2 separate regions of the Sus scrofa genome follow, and region 2 is linked to region 1. A link is a contact called in public HiChIP or PLAC-seq data. All regions are on one chromosome and are shown on one strand. Each heading gives the region's core, a stretch centred on a gene start, on an enhancer-like site or on the middle of the called end of the contact. The rest is flanking DNA. Distances are from core to core; before and after follow the strand shown. Region 1 overlaps PLD1 (phospholipase D1). Region 2 overlaps FNDC3B (fibronectin type III domain-containing protein 3B).

Region 1 (3,678 bases), core at 1,135-3,634:
CACTCACTAGCTCATCACGAACACCAGAGTAGGAAAAGGCAGGTGATGCCGAACTGCCGGAAACCTCAGGGAAGCTGCTGCCCAAGAAGACACTACTCCCAGGGCCAGTCCCAGGCATGGAACGTGCATCTGCCGCCCTACTCTGCACACAGACAGGTGATGAGGAGCCAGCCCTTATCACCTTAGCTAGAACTTAATTAGGAGAAGATGGAAGAGTGAGTGTGGAACCTGAAGGGTAGATCCTGCTTCTCTTCAGGCTTCTATTTGCAGGCAGGGCTAACAATGTATTTGGATGCTTTGCTCAAAGCTCTTTTATTTCGTTCTGATTGGTGATGGGGTGAATTACAAGACTTAGAATAATTTTAACTGTTTGATTTTCCTCTAGCTATAAACAAGACAGAAGCCTATACTTAAGCAATTAGTCTGAAATTACATAGACAAGCTGAAACAATGTGCTCTCTGTTTTCTCTTGGCTGTGCCCACCAATGGGCGCTCATTATTTAATCTGTGCTGTGGGTTGCCAGTTCAGTGTTAAACACATCGTGGCCTAATGTCTTCTTATTCATTCACTATTCTGCAATGTCTGTCATGTCTCATAACTGTATTTTATCATTTTTATCTTGATTCTTGTACTTTTATGGGGTCATTTTCTTAATTACTAACATTTCTAAATTGTTTTGAAATCTATTCTAATGCTCCAAAAGGTACTAACATTTATTTTTTAACTTGCTGATAACAAAAAGCTCAAGGGACCCACAGATACCCTTTTAGAGTGGGGCAAATTTACACAAAGTTGTATCATTAAAGCAAATTTTATCTCATGGTTGGCTAGATAATCCATCTTTTTTAAAAAAATTAATCTGATCTGCTCACAGATTACTCTGGCTTCTTCTTATGTAATGTGTGTTTCCTTTTACATAATAAGAAGGTGGCTTTAACATGGAGAACAGACTTGTGGTTGCCAAGGGGGAGGGAAAGGGAGTGGGATGGACTGAGAGTTTGGGATTAGTAGATGGGCAATGAGGTTCTACTGTATAGCACAGGGAACTGGGTCCAATCTCTTGAGACAGAACATGATGGGGGGTGATATGAGAAAAAGAATGTATGTATATGGATGACTGAGTCACTTTGCTGTACAGCAGAACTTAGCACAAATTGTAATCAACTAAACTTAAAAAAAAAAAAGGAAAAAATCAAAGAAGTCAAAAACAAACAAAAGAATGTGGCTTTACATGACTGACATAATATACTTGTGGGAGGGAGCAAAACTTTTTCCTTCTTCCCTTCTAGATTCTTTGGCTGGTCTAGAAGTTAAATTGACATAGACAGATTAACAAGAGAAAAATAAATAGAATTTTGTATATAGGAAAGGCCATAAAAACGTGAGATTCAAAGATGTCACCAAAGCCAGCAGCTTTTATACCCTTTAGACAAATAAAGAATAAATCTGTGAGGACAAAACATAGGTAGCAAATTAGTGAAGAAGACAACAAGGTTTGTTTACACATTCTTTTTGGCCCTGAATTGCTTCTCTGGCAATAAGGATGCCTTCCACTTTCCTGGTACAGGGAGGGTCCCTTTCACATGGGAGTTTATTTCCTGCTCTCAGGGAGTAATGGGAGGATCAGAGTGTCCTTGTACCAGCTGTTTCTTAAGTTAACTTTAATTCAAAATAATCAATAGGCCGAAGCAGCATTATTTTGGGGCGGCATATGCTTCTCACTTTCATGTTCTTCTGAAAAACAAAATGAGTATTTTTTCATGTGCATATTAAAACATTAATTACTATTTTGCTTGTGGCCTTTAGTTTCTAAGTTCCCTTACTCTTTTCTTCCTTTTTTAATAAGAAGCCATGGTGAAAATTGTCCATTGCCTTCTTAAAAACAGCCACTTAAAAACTAGAGTGAGATGTGGTATCACTTACATGTGGAATCTCAAAAAAAGGATACAATGAATTTATTTACAGAACAGAAACAGACTCACAGACTTTGAAAAACTTATGGTTACCAAAGGAGACAGGTTGCATGGGGAGGGATGGACTGGAGGTTTGGAATGGTAATGTTCTAAAATTAGATCGCAATGATGGTTATACTACTATAAATATAATAAAACTCACTGAATTAAAAAAAATTTAGAGTGAAAATTCTTGTGGCTTGAAAAAAAGAGAGATAGTTCAAAATTGGTTTCTAGGCCCTGGGAGCACAAAAGCAGTGCTCTCCTGTGGCTGCCTCTCTACAGACTTCTGGACACAAGGACCCATGGACTCAGCAAGCCATCCATTATAAGGTATCAGAGGGTAATGCTCTGGCCACTTGCACTGCAGGGGAGAAGTGACTGAACCTGACAGCACCAAGCCCGTGACGTGTTACTTTCTTTCTTAACCACCCAGAAGCACTTCCTTCCTTGCTTGCCCAATCCAAGTAAGGAAGGGCATCCTGTTGCCCTGGCAGTTCCTGTAGCCTGAAACCACTTGCTTTTGTTCCTACCCTGTTTTCTTTGTGTTTCTCTCAAACCGCTTCCTCATGAGACCTCTCCATCCAGCCAAATGGATTTATTATATTTATTTTTCTTTTTCTTCTTCTTCTTTTTTTTTTGTGTGTGTGTGGGGGGGCACACTGGCAACCAGGGGTCAAATTGGAGCCACAGCTGCTGGCCTAAGCCACAGTCACACCAACACAGAATCCGAGCTGTGTCTGCAACCTATACCGCAGCTTACAAAATGCCAGATCCCTAACCCACTGAGCAAGGCCAGGGATGGAACATGCATTCTCATGGATACTAGTCAGATTTGTTTCTGCTGCACCACAACAGGAACTCCTATATTCCATTTTCCAACTCCCCTAGTTCTTCCCTCCCTTTGGGTTTATGCCACTGCCCCACCCTCATGCCTTCCCCCTCATGGCCAATAAAGGATTAAATCCTCCCCAGCATTTCAAGGGGCAGCCCAAATCTATATCTCCCATGAAATTTTCTCAGACCACCCTAATTTAAAAAAAAAAAATCGCTTTTATTTCTCACACTTAGAACAATCAGCAGCAGCAGATGAGTTAGACAACAAATTAAGCCTGATGACATTTCTACTGTTGTCTGGATTGGTTATTTAAATATTCTCTGGCATTTAGTGTTTCACATATTTATATCTATTTCCTCCAATCAAGTTACCAATAACTACGGATCATGAGTTATACCTTTAAAATCAACCACCATTAAAATGCATCCTACAGGAAAATTCCATCTTACTAGCATTCATATCTATTTTAAGATTATAAGAGATTTAAATCATTTATATTATCAAATAGTAATTGCAATAACAACAGCCAACGCTATTGCCACAATGTCTTATTATACCCAATATCTTACTTGGCATTCACATCTGCCCTGTGAGGTAGATACATTATTTCCTCCACTTCTCAGATAAAGAAACTGAGGCTGGCAAGGTTAACTTGCCCACAGCCATCCAGTCAACATACATTTATGGAGCACCTACTATGTGACAAGCATTGTTAACAGCATTAATGATTCGAAGCAGAAAATCCCTATCCTCAGGGAGCTTGTAGGTATTATACCAGAGGAAACAGACTATCAACATATAAAACAAATATCAAACCAGATAATGCTAAGTGCTAAGAAGAAAACCAAAGCAGAGTAAGGGACTGGAGAGTAATAGGGTGGGGGGCA
Region 2 (3,481 bases), core at 76-2,575, 540 kb after region 1:
GGGTCTAATCCGAGCTGTGGCTGCTGGCCTACGCCACAGCCACAGCAACGCCAGATCCGAGCCACATCTGCGACCTACACCACAGCTCACAGCAACACCAGATCCTTAACCCACTGAGCAGGCCAGGGATCGAACCCTCCTCACAAATACTAGTCAGATTTGTTTTCACCAAACCACGACAGAAACTCCTGCATAGCATGTTGGAGCTCAACAGTGAGGACCTCAGTGCAGGAAGACCTTCATGACAACATTGTTAAATAATTTTTTAAGTATATACTGCTTCATCAATCTAGTGGTTAAATTCTTTGTTTAAAATGCTTATTGAGTAACCAGAAAAAGTTTACTCTGTGAGAAAAGCATATGGTGGTACCTATTCCAAAGCAAACTGACATTCTCTCAAAGAGAGAGCATTGTTCTCATTCAAATTAGTGTTAGTCTCACAATAAAGTTGCCCAGATCCAGAATAAATTATAATGTGATAGAGTTACATTTTCACTTTTAAAGAATCAGACTTCTGGCCCACTGGTGATGATAGAAGGAGGCAATATAAAAATTATACATACAAAGTATTTAAGGCCTGGACTTTATGGTACTGATGTTTCTTTCTGGCTTTGCCTTTTCAGGATAACCTTTTCCACCCAAAATACACTGGAGAGGACTTAACCTGTACTGTGAAAAATCTCAAAAGAAGCACACAGTATAAATTCAGGGTGAGTCAGTCATTTTGTTACCTGCACTGCTTAAAAATGAAGCTGTTTTACGTTTCACCCCATGCCATTTTAAATCGACTCTACAAGTTAAAAATTTCTCAAGTTTGCTACACTTTACACTTTTATAATAATATGTGTAAAATACACATCACACTTTTATTCTGTTTTATTTATTTATTGGCCTCACCCCAAGACATGTGGAAGTCTGGGTCAGGGATCGAACATGCACCACAGTTGCAGCTTGCGCCACAGCTACACCAATGCCGATCCTTAACACACTGTGCCACCAGGGAACTCCCATACTTTAATTTTAAAATCCACTTTTGAGAAAGAAAAGCTGTAACAAAGTGCAGCTGTAATGTGCACTACAACATGGATGAAGACCCAAACCAGGTGCCCAGCACACCTCTCTCACCTGCACTTCATACCTTTCTCTCCAGAATTTCTCACTTTAATCAGACTTCCCTTTTATTCTTCATTTTCCTTTGCTCTTATGCCCATTTTCTTTTCTCACCTGTTTCTCTTTTTCTTTGCTGTTACCCACCTCCTCCCCCCTCGGGCTCTGCTTTTGTCATCAACAGTCACCATTAATGTCACCATGGGACTTTGTGTTGTTGCCCAAGACAATTTTGCAATCTTTAAGAGAGAGGAAACAGCAGGCTGCCTTCTGTGCTGCTGTAGTGTTTAGTGATCCTAGCGCAGCACTGTATTTTCTAGTGCAACACTGCATTTTGAAGAGATGTGGTTGTCTTCTGATTCCACCATTCCTTCTCTTAACTTTTGTGCCAAATGGTGTTATTTGATATGCAATAGTCACTCAATAAATAATTGTTATATTATCGAGTGGAATGTGTGACTATTAGAGGAAAATGATAGTTTTTGGATATTTTAGAAAACCCTTGTTATTTGATACTGGCTATGAGAACATAGATACATTGCTAGCATTTGTCCACAAGGTGGCGTTGCCCTATGCTTAAATAAGCGAGGTTATTTTTGTCTGCCTTTTCCCCCATATTTCCCTTCCACAAAACACTATGAACCAGGTGGTGACATACTGGTTTTGTTTTGTCCTCTTGAAAGGGTAAAAAATGTCTTTAGCTAATACCTACCTTATTTTGTTTTTAGTTGTTAATAGCAAAACTATATAGAAAATAAGTACCCCATTAAAGAAACACTTATAAATTAGTGGTTTGAGATTGAGAGAGAATGTCTGTCTGTGTGAGTTTATGGATACCCTGATCTTCCATGTGGAAAGTTTAATACCACTGGTTTAATACCTGGTATCTAAAGTATATTGTTTCCTTGGTTGTGTTGTAGCTGACTGCTTCTAATATGGAAGGGAAAAGCTGCCCAAGTGAAGTTTTGGTATGTACAACGAGTCCTGACAGGCCTGGACCTCCTACAAGACCCCTCATTAAAGGACCAGTTACATCTCATGGCTTTAGTGTCAAATGGGGTATGTTTTGTTGGTGCTCATACTGACGCTTTTTTGACAGATTTTTTAAAAACTTACTAATTTCCATAGTGACAGACCAATAAACAGCAAACCATATTACTTAAGGGAGTTCTATACATTTGGAATAGCTATATGAGAAACATCCTAAGAATTCCACAAACTGGTAAAATTGACCATTTTAAGAGCTTTTCATTAACTTTATGATTTTTCTGATTATATTTTTTCCTCCTAAATTTGGAATGTATTACTGATTTGAATGTGGTAATTTCTGAATATGTCTTTCATTCTCCAATGGCTTGCCCTCAAAAAGTAGCAATATTTCATATAAAAACTGATTTATAAAGTTAATATTGAAAATAAATGTCAAAATTTAGGTATGTCCTCTGAATTAAATTGTGACATACAGAATTTTTAAGTTACTATGAATTAGGAAAACTTTAGTTTTTGCTGTTGTTGTCATCTTATCAAGAGTCATAAACTTCAGGAATTTTTCACATTGAAGTTCATCATGTGGTATATGTGGGTATCTGGTAGAAGGATATTGTGGCTCACTTGCTGTGTGAATTACTTCAGTGAAATGACTGCCATCAGAATGTTGATAAATATTTGCAGTTGTCTGTGAAACTATTATGACATGTGTGAGTCATATAGTAATATTAACTACATAACCAGAAAAAAAGGGAAAAGAAAGTAGAAATCTAAAATAAGATTTTACCTGGAAATCAAGTAATATAAAGGGAATTTAAAACATTATTAAATCACTATTGGAGACTAACCCCTGAGACATATAACTGCTTCAGTTACCCAAAGATTTTGAGGTAGAATTAGTCCCTGGAAGATGGATGTGATTAAGAGAAACTATAAAAATCTAGATGTGCTTTTGGCCAAATCAAAAGCTTTTTTCCTTAGAAAATCCTGGAAAGTTCTGTCAACACTGAATATTTACTTTTAGTAGCCATAGTTGGAATATTTAACTTTTTTAAATTATTGCTGTAAATATCTGTTACTGAAGTTTGCATACACTAATGGAACTTCCAAGTAAAAGGAGATGGGAATTAAGGTTTCTAAATCTTCAGGAGTAACCAGAGGGTATGTCTAAAATAGAGATGTCCAACTGATGATAGAAGTAAATTCTGTATAGTTTACAGAATTATAATGCCAGTATTTTTATGCTCAGAAAAGGAAACTCTTACAGGCACAGAGTTAGTAGTAGACAGATACCCAGAGTGCTCAGGGCTCTTGTAGTAAAGCCAGAACCTCTTCCTCAGACCACCTCTTTGGCACAGGTTCTCATTGCTCCACTGCTCAGGTTTTA

What was found. HiChIP or PLAC-seq counts read pairs in DNA pulled down with a chosen protein or histone mark.
Region 2: an H3K27ac HiChIP or PLAC-seq map of alveolar macrophages shows a contact between it and region 1. The contact joins two enhancer-like sites. A contact is called at or near these places in 3 of 47 Hi-C or Micro-C datasets (embryonic fibroblasts, fetal heart ventricle and mesenchymal stem cells) and 2 of 2 datasets of contacts at active chromatin or transcription factors (alveolar macrophages and skeletal muscle).

The regions. Positions count from the first base shown.
Region 1 is chr13:110,332,932-110,336,609 of Sscrofa11.1, forward strand. All of the region lies in intron 1 of PLD1 (phospholipase D1), which reads right to left. Among named protein-coding and RNA genes, the nearest start is that of PLD1, 42 kb to the right of the region's middle. Within about 2 kb of position 2,385, at least 7 of the 83 cell types and tissues checked have an H3K27ac peak or open chromatin away from gene starts, as enhancers often do. A contact at or near this core is called in alveolar macrophages, where this site is marked.
Region 2 is chr13:110,871,551-110,875,031 of Sscrofa11.1, forward strand. FNDC3B (fibronectin type III domain-containing protein 3B) reads left to right here. Exons shown (of 26, transcript XM_021069801.1): 14 at 624-710; 15 at 2,028-2,166. Among named protein-coding and RNA genes, the nearest start is that of GHSR, 120 kb to the right of the region's middle. Within about 2 kb of position 1,326, at least 2 of the 83 cell types and tissues checked have an H3K27ac peak or open chromatin away from gene starts, as enhancers often do. A contact at or near this core is called in alveolar macrophages, where this site is marked.